3 separate regions of the Mus musculus genome follow, and all the other regions are linked to region 2. The links are chromatin contacts, called in public Hi-C and HiChIP or PLAC-seq maps. All regions are on one chromosome and are shown on one strand. The core of a region is the stretch at or near the end of the contact, and the rest is flanking DNA. Distances in the headings are between cores, read along the strand shown.

Region 1 (2,700 bases), core at 181-2,680, 900 kb after region 2:
CACAGCCTCGAGCACTTTTGAAAAAAGCAAAGCTCTGTGCTCTTCCCACTCCATATCAATCCTACAATCCTATAGGCAGTGGCCACTTCTGTGGGAAAGAAAATTGAGGCTTAGGGAACAGGTCTGTAGCAGAATCGGATTTGAACTGAAGTCTGTGGGTCCCGTTGCTGGGGGATCCTAGATCTTTGCTCCCATAGAGCCCTCCCAGGCCCCTCCCTTCTCCTTTGACTGCTCCTCTCAGCATCTGCATCAGGGGTTACTCCTTCCCCAGGGGAGTGCCTGGCTGGGATGCCTGCCTTCCCTCTTGGACCCCACTTCACCTTGGTCCCCTGGACTCTTACAAGCCACTCTTCATCTGACAGTACAGCCTGGCCTGGCACTGTCTGGGCACCTGCAATGGTGGAATATGTCTACATGTTGGTATTTTGATGGCATTGCCTCCCATCTCACAGGCAGGTCCTGAATATGCAGCATCTTTCCCTTTCTTCCTGCTCCTGTCAGGCCCCATCATTCACTTGATTTAGGCCACAACATCCCATTTAGTTGCACATCAGCCATTGGTCACAAAATTCCCTATAGCTGGAGTAGGGCCTTAACGAACTCTCATCAACAATGCAAGGCCTAGTGGCTACTGGCCTCCTCTTCATCTCCTGCCTCCCCCTGCCTTCCCCTCCTGCCTCAGCCCTCAGGGACCACAATGGGGAAATTGTCCTGTAATCGCATTTTACATGCACGTGGATCGAGTCACTTCTCTCATCTGGTTATCTTTGGAAACACTGGGAGGGAAGAGGATATTAAAGAAAATCCTCCTTTGCTTCCATCTTGAAAAAAAAAAAAAGGCAGCCCATTTTGAGTCACTACCTTATCTTTAAAGAAACCCGACATGGAAAAGGCAGGGCGATACGATCTATGACTTCATCAGCTTGTCCTCTGAAGTTGTTTTAAGCTTTCCCATCCCCCTATAGGCCCCTTCATTTCCTGTTTTCAATCTCTAATAGCAAGGAATACACAGTCTCTCAGAGCTAAGTGAGCATTGCTGGTGGTAGCGGTGGGAGGCGGGGGTTGGGGAGGTGGTGGTGGGGGGGGGATGCTGCGTCAGTGCAGGAAGCTGACCAGAGAGGAAGCTTTTAAAGTCCAAACTGGAATCTGGCCGCAAGTTAGGAAATGGTTTGAATTCACATTTTATTTTTCCCTTCACTTTGTGGTCAGCGACTCTGCTTGCTTCGTGCTCTCAGAAGAACTGCTGATTGGGAAGACCTTAACTGCAATTTAAAAACTGCAAAAGGTTTCAACAGAAAAGGAAAGGAAGACTTTTGCATTTCATAACAGGAATTTTCAGCGACTTCTTTCAAGATGCTCCAAATGCCTCCCAGACGCTCTTGCGTCAGCTCTTGCCTCCTCCCACGGTCGAGGCCATGGAACTGGTACCATCTGAATCATTACATGCAGGGGAAAACAGAGACACCCACTTGTTCCTGCTTACCCAGCAAGTCAGCACAACATTGTGACAGTTGTTTTCCCAGGCCCAACCAGCTTTGGGTGTTGTGTGTGTGTGTGTGTGTGTGTGTGTGTGTGTGTGTGTGCCACCCAAGTACTTGTATGAGTACATGCATAGGATCAGGGTAATAATTACAGTGTCAAGAGGAAAGAAAAGCCACCTACCTCTGGCTCTGGTTGTCATTTGTGGAGGTGGAGTTCCTGAGTTCTGGTTTGTGCTCCATCTTTTCTGTCAGTAGAAGGGTCTTTGGGTGGGCTGTTATTGGTTGCCATGGTAATAGTGCCAGCCATTCTCTTGTCAGTCAGAGAATGACATCCACTGAAGGGGCATCACAGAAAGACGTTCCCATCTGCCAAGCTCATTTGAGGGGCTGAGCACATGGTGCCTTCCCTGAAAATCAATTCTCTGGGGGTCCCAAGTTCTTTCGAAACCCTCAACTGGCTTTCTACTTCTTAGTTCTCATCTTCACTACATCTGTGTGGGGCCTGAGCATACATATACAGACCTCAGGTTAGAGAGCAAAGCTGCCACCTACTGCTGAAGGGTAGACTTCTCTGGCATGTGTCTGAGGCCAGAGTTTGAGTCCTCTTGCCTGAAAAGCTGATGTGGGACAGGACTGGTCCCTTGTTCTAAGGAACATAGTAGGCATTGTCAATATACTGCTCATATACCCTTGCCCATCCCACGTTAGTGAATGTGAGGAGAGGGCAAGAAAAAAACGGGAGAGGCAGAACACCAAGAGTAGTGGCCAAAAGGCCTAAAGGTCTGCATAACCAAAATGGCTGGATTATATAGCAATCCGAGAAGCTGGTGGAACGAAAAGTCAGGCACAGTCCATGGCCTGGAGAGGTTTAGGATAGGGGGTAGGGTATGCCAGCCAGAAGGATCCTGTAGCCAGGTAGGGACTGAGGGATGCTGGGAGAACTTGATGGCCAACATTCAATTTGATATGTTAATAGGCACCTCAGTTAGCCATTCAAAACCTACCAGTGAGTGCCTCTTGCTATAGTTTGGATGAGTGTCCCTTAAAAGTCCATAAGTAAAAGAGTGGTTCCCATTATGGAGATATTGGGAGACAGTGTGCACCTTTAAGAGGTGAAGCCTAAAGGGAGGTCCTTATGTCAATGTTGCTGTAACCTACCCCTATGCTTCTCAGTTGGCGACATGAGCATCTCCTGAATGTCTTCCAGACAGACCTTCTT
Region 2 (2,700 bases), core at 163-2,662:
CAAGTTCTAGGGCTCGGAGGATGCCGAATTCCTGTTCCAATTGAGCCGGGATCTGTTGGGCACATCCAATGCCCATAGTTTCTTCCAGTGCAAATCCAGTTTTGGAGAACTGGGTTTCCCAGATGGGGCACTGATTTGAGGTCTCATTAGACTCTCTTAGGCAGTCAAAGATCTGCTTGCATCGCCGCTCGAACTCACGTCCTGCCTGTGATTCAGAAGTGTGTTTAAAATGGTTACACACACACACACCCTTAGTTTCTCAGGCCTGTCAATTTTGCACGTAGTAGGCCTCCAAAAATATTAGCAATGTACGATAGAAACTAAAGTGAATCTCTGGGCCTGGAAGACAGACTGATACACAGCCTCGTCCTGGGAAGACTATTGGGGTGCCCAGATCTTCCCTTGGGCCGCTGCAGCCTGCGTTCATCTTCGGCCTCCGCGGGCCAGGGCGGGCGGGGTAGGCCAGAAGGCACTAAGCGCCTGGAGCCTGCACGATGATAAATATTGCGCAGACAGCCCATAAATAATTTGCATTATGTTCAGCTGACAACGCAGGGCGATTAATTTTAATAGCTACATATTTGCCTGGGCTGCTGCTTTCGTAGGCCCGGTAATGAAAGGCGAGAGGCCGCCCTGGCTCCGTGCTCATGGTCCCGGAAGGCAGCCGGGAGGAATGGGAAGAAGGCCCGATGCGGTTTCTCCTCCAGGCAGTCCCCAGGGATCCCGGGTTCCTGCCCCTCTCCCCCCCCCCCCACCCCGGCCCTCTCCTCAGTGTAGAAGTGGGGTGCGTGTGAAGCCCAAGTAACCCCGAGGCCTCAAGCAACAGGAGCCACCATAATGACGCTGCAATTTGTCTGGGTTGGGATAGCCACTTGTGGAAGGGAGATCCTGCGGGGGGCGGGGGGACATGCTCTCCACCCAGACCAAACCCCGAGTGAATTCAGGGGTGTAGGGGGTCACAGTCCGCTTTGGTCCTGGGGAAGTGCTGGTATTTTCCAATGCGCCTGCCTATTTGCCAGTAGATCTTTAGCTTGGCGAGGGCTTTGCCGACCTCAGGGCAGGAGCAAGGGGCAAAACAAAGCCGTGGGGTCCGCGTATCCTGACCTCTTTTTGGGTTCAGAGTCCTCTCTGCCCATCCCGCACCCGGAGGGAACCCCCACCCCCATATTACTGGCCGCAAAGGCCCATGGAAAGGATGGAAAGAAAGGGTCCCGAGCAGCTCTTTAAAAGAGGGGGCGGGGAGGAGAACGCGGTGAGCCAGGCCACAACAGGGCAGCCGCCGCAGTCCCGCGGTGGCCCGGTGCGTGCGTGTGCGTGTCGATGTGTGCGTGTCGATGACAAAGCCCCGCTGCCGTCAGCAAGCTCCCGGCTGCTCGAGCGTGGGTGGGGGAGGGGAAGAGAAAGTAGTAGGGGGTGGAACCCTCGCTCACGTAGGTAGCTGAAGCTTCTCTGGAGAAAGAGTTCATTCATGAGCCACAGGAGTCTCCCCGGCCCGGCCAGGTGGAGCTGGCTAAAGCTAGCACCTGTTTTATTTATTTGCCTTTTTGGAAACAAGCAAGTGCATCGATCATTACCATATTTTAATTGCCTTTCTCAAAGGTCATCTCTAATTATGGGTTACGAGAAGGGCTGGCTAAGGGGTCTGCAACCCCTGTGTGTGTGTGTGTGTGTGTGTGTGTGTGTGTGTCCTCTGAGACAATGCTCCTAGCTCAGATCGAAATGCCATTCCGAGGGTGTCCGCGAGCGCCTGCAAGACTGTCACGACGTGCTGGATCCACGCAGACCCTGCTGCGTGCACAATAAAAGCCGAGCAGGCGGCAGAGGGCCGTGCAGACCCACGGGTTTTCTTTTTAGAAACGGTGGTGCGAAGAGACTTGACAATAATAACACGCAGCAGGATTAAACCAGGGCGGGAAGAAGAAAATGCATTTTCGTTTCTAGGACTGAGAGGGTGTTTAACCCATCCGATCCCCCAAGAGCTTTTTTTATGCACACACAGAGACAGGTGCGGGACACACGGTGGCTTGGGACAACCTATTTTTCATATTAATCTCGTCCCTTCTTTAAGAATGGTTGTTCATTACAGTGTGAGCGAACGTTTGTAATGTTTATTCTTTTGTTTTATGGAAAATTATACCAGACTAGCTGAAAAGAAAAAAAACCGGTTGAGGTGAGGTTTTTTTTTTTTTTTTTCTTTTCAAAAGTGCGTTTTTAGGATGCTTCCTCCTCGCCCCCTTCATTTTAAATCATTTTCAGAAACTCTTGAGGCAAAAGGCTGTACTCAGAGGGAGCAGGGCAGAGGGGGTCTCAGGTTCTTGGGACAGGATTGAAGCGGGTAGAAATCAGGAAAGAGCTGTTGGGTAGAGGTGGGCACCCGCCACCCCAGCTTGGCTTTCTCAGAAGAGCCTGGCATTTGTGAGTCACCAGCCTGTTTCTGGGAATGCCGCTTGCTAGAGCCAGGGCCTGGGTCAGGCGTCTTGGAGAGTCGGAGGGTCTTGACTGCCTCTGCTTCCTGCCTGCCCCCACACCTGGCCTCCTGGCCTCACCAGCAGCCAGCTCTGCTGGGAGGAGGAAGGCAGAGCCAGATGACTGGTCCAAAGCCCCAGAGACCGCCTGGCTTTCTCCTCCCCTGTAATCATAACCAGATGCACTTAAACGCCTTTCATCAGAGGAAGCCCAAAGCCCTTTAACAGGCAGCAA
Region 3 (2,700 bases), core at 44-2,543, 560 kb after region 2:
TACTCTTCAAGTTGCTTTTGGTTATGCTGTTTATCACAGGAATAGAAAGTCAATCAATATGGAGGCGTGACCTCGGAGGGGACTGTGTGACTTGGCTTTTCTTCCTATTTTGCTTCTGGCTTCCCCCAAGTCTCCACTTACAGTAATCAGAATGCTGTAAGATGGAGCTATCATTGGAGGAAGAAGCCCGAGAAGTTCTCAAGTGTTTGCACTTGTGCTGTGAGGGAAGACTGGGTCAGAGTTGTCATTAAGAATGCCTTGTGTCCAATCCCAAGGCCCCCGGGCTCACTTCTACCTTCTCTATGCTTCAGGGGTGAAGTGCTTCATTGTCTCCTTAGTTTAGATTTTAAAAATATACTATAAAATGTACCCATAGAAAGGGTATATGACTCAACGGATTTTAATATATTCACAGCTATCCGCAACCATTACCAGAGTTCTTAATTTTTTGGGGGGGGTGCGTGTATGATGCATGAGTATGTCCACGAGTGTGCCTATTTGTGTGTGAATATCTCTCTCTCTCTTTCTCTCTCTCTCTCTCCCTTTCTCCCTCTCTCCCTCTCCCCTCTGTGTGTGTGTATGAGAGAGATCGAGAGAGATTGAGAGAGAGATTGAGAGAGAGATCGAGAGAGCAAGAGAGCATATATATGCCACAGTGTGTGTGTGTGTGTGTGTGTGTGTGTGTGTGTGTAGGACAGAGGACAACCTCTTGTGTTGGTCCACGCTTTCCACATTATTTAAGACAGGGTCTCTTTGTTCAATGCCATGTACACTGGCCTAGCTGCTCCACGGACATCTGGGGCTTTCCCTGTCTTTGTCTGCTATCTCCCTGTAGGAGCACTGGGGACACAAATTCATGTTACTATGCCCAGATTATGGGAGCTCTGGAGATTTTAACTCGGGTCACAAGCACTTTGCCACTGAGACATCTTTCAGACCTGCGCTTTGAATATTTTTACCATCTTAAGAAAACCCCTCCCCATTTTTTAGCTACCCTCCCCTGACATTTTCTGGTCATATAATATCCTCTCTCTCAGTGGTAAGGAGTAACATGGTTTAGATGTTCCTTGCTCTTTCCCTAATCTCTTGGCCTGTGGGTATGGCTGGAACTCTACTGGGCTGAGAAGGAGAATTTCGGTGACAGATTGCTGTGTCCTTGAAAGCAGCTCTGCTGTCTGGCCCAGGGCCACGTGGCTGCTTGCCATCCTCTGTCTCCCCAAGCTACTACCCTGCAGGAAGCACCTGGGCACCTGGTGTTGAGTGTCTTTAAGTCCCTGGGCCTGCTCAGGAAGGGGAAACTCGAGTGTGGGCACAGCCAAGCTCTGTCCAATTCCCTTCCACCTGTTGATTTGGTCTTAGCTTAGACTCCTGCAAAGGGAGAGCTGGAGATGAAAATGTCAGTGTGTTTCCTTGGTGGTGGTGGTGATGGTGGTGGTGGTGGTGGTGGTGGTGGGAGAGCCAGGAAGCACAGTGGGAAATGAGACAAGGAGGGAAGGAAGACAAAATCCAACAACATAGGGGGCCCTGGCACTCAGGCACCCCTCAGTAGAGCCTCGCCGAGACTTTGTGGAGCATCCCTCAACATGTTGTTACCAAGAAAGAGATGGCCCTTGGTGTCTGAGCTCTGCTCTGGAATGTGTTAACCTGATGTGGACAGGGGACTGGCATGCTGCTGTTGCCAGTGAGTGCTCACAGGCAGAGACAGGAAGAACAGTGGGTATGAGACCTCCAGGAACACTGAAGGCACCTGCTGCAGTGTCCGTGACACTGTGTAGGGGGGTGAGAGTGTCAGGCCTTTAGAAATGTTTCAGCAGGTAAAGATAGTTGCAACTAAGACTAACAGCTTGTTTGGTCCCCAGAACCCACACGGTGGAAGGAGAGAACAGTCTTTATAAGCGTGCTGTGGCGCTCTGTCTCTGTCTCTCTGTCTCTGTCTCTGTCTGTCTGTCTGTCTCTCTCTCTCTCTCTCTCTCTCACACACACACACACACACACACACACACTACTCTGAGGAAGCTTTATATATTGCAAAGGTACTGTTTATTGGGTGGTAGAAGGTGGGGAGCCACAGGTATAGCATACAAACCCAGGATCATTGCTGTACAGCTCAAAACAACAAGAGGATTTAGTGTGTGCCAGATGCCAGGCTCCGAGGAGGTGTGCTACTCGGTTTTAGTCAACTTGACAGAAGATAGAGTCGTTTTTAGAAGAGGGACTCTCAACTGAGAAAATCTCCCCACCGGATTGGGTACATTTTCTTGATTGATTTGGGTGCATTTTCTTGGTTAATACGGGTTAATACGGTCACTAGGAGTGTTGCGATTCGGGGACTAGTGGTCCTGGGTTCTTTAAGAAAGCTGAGCAAGCCATGAGGAGCAAGCCAGTAAGCAGCACCCCTCCATGGCCCCCTTCTCTGACTTCTTACCCTGACTTTCTTTGATGACGGACTGTGTGTGATGTAGAACTGTAAGTGGAACAGCTTCCCCTACCCCTCAACACCTGCACCTCTTGGTCATCCCAGCAACAGAAACTCTAACTAAGAGATGAGGGAGTCTTTAGAAAAGTAGCATTTGGTGCAGAGTGAAGCCTGCGGGAGGCACCTGGCAGGGAGGGAGCCAGGGTAAGGCATAAGTGAACTCCACTCTCTCTTCTTGCCTCTCATCCCTTTCTGGGACTCCTACTGGCTAGCTCCACTAAAAC

The links. A called contact is a pair of places that touch in the nucleus more often than the background predicts. HiChIP or PLAC-seq counts read pairs in DNA pulled down with a chosen protein or histone mark.
Region 1: a contact with region 2 is called in a Hi-C map of cerebral cortex, with 8 times the contacts expected there. The contact joins two enhancer-like sites. A contact is called at or near these places in 3 of 39 promoter capture datasets (the 3T3-L1 cell line, cranial neural crest and hippocampal neurons), 2 of 484 Hi-C or Micro-C datasets (cerebral cortex and uterus) and 3 of 115 datasets of contacts at active chromatin or transcription factors (embryonic forebrain, fetal liver and thymic regulatory T cells).
Region 3: an H3K27ac HiChIP or PLAC-seq map of DN3 thymocytes shows a contact between it and region 2, with 8 times the contacts expected there. The contact joins two enhancer-like sites. A contact is called at or near these places in 3 of 115 datasets of contacts at active chromatin or transcription factors (DN3 thymocytes, craniofacial prominence and large pre-B cells).

The regions. Positions count from the first base shown.
Region 1 is chrX:11,253,006-11,255,705 of GRCm38.p6, reverse strand. No RefSeq gene overlaps it. Among named protein-coding and RNA genes, the nearest start is that of H2al1a, 45 kb to the left of the region's middle. Within about 2 kb of position 1,430, at least 28 of the 459 cell types and tissues checked have an H3K27ac peak or open chromatin away from gene starts, as enhancers often do. A contact at or near this core is called in cerebral cortex, where this site is marked.
Region 2 is chrX:12,150,538-12,153,237 of GRCm38.p6, reverse strand. It overlaps a transcript of Bcor not described here. Among named protein-coding and RNA genes, the nearest start is that of Gm46687, 59 kb to the right of the region's middle. Within about 2 kb of position 1,412, at least 84 of the 459 cell types and tissues checked have an H3K27ac peak or open chromatin away from gene starts, as enhancers often do. A contact at or near this core is called in DN3 thymocytes and cerebral cortex, where this site is marked.
Region 3 is chrX:11,593,269-11,595,968 of GRCm38.p6, reverse strand. No RefSeq gene overlaps it. Among named protein-coding and RNA genes, the nearest start is that of Gm34187, 61 kb to the right of the region's middle. Within about 2 kb of position 1,293, at least 10 of the 459 cell types and tissues checked have an H3K27ac peak or open chromatin away from gene starts, as enhancers often do. A contact at or near this core is called in DN3 thymocytes, where this site is marked.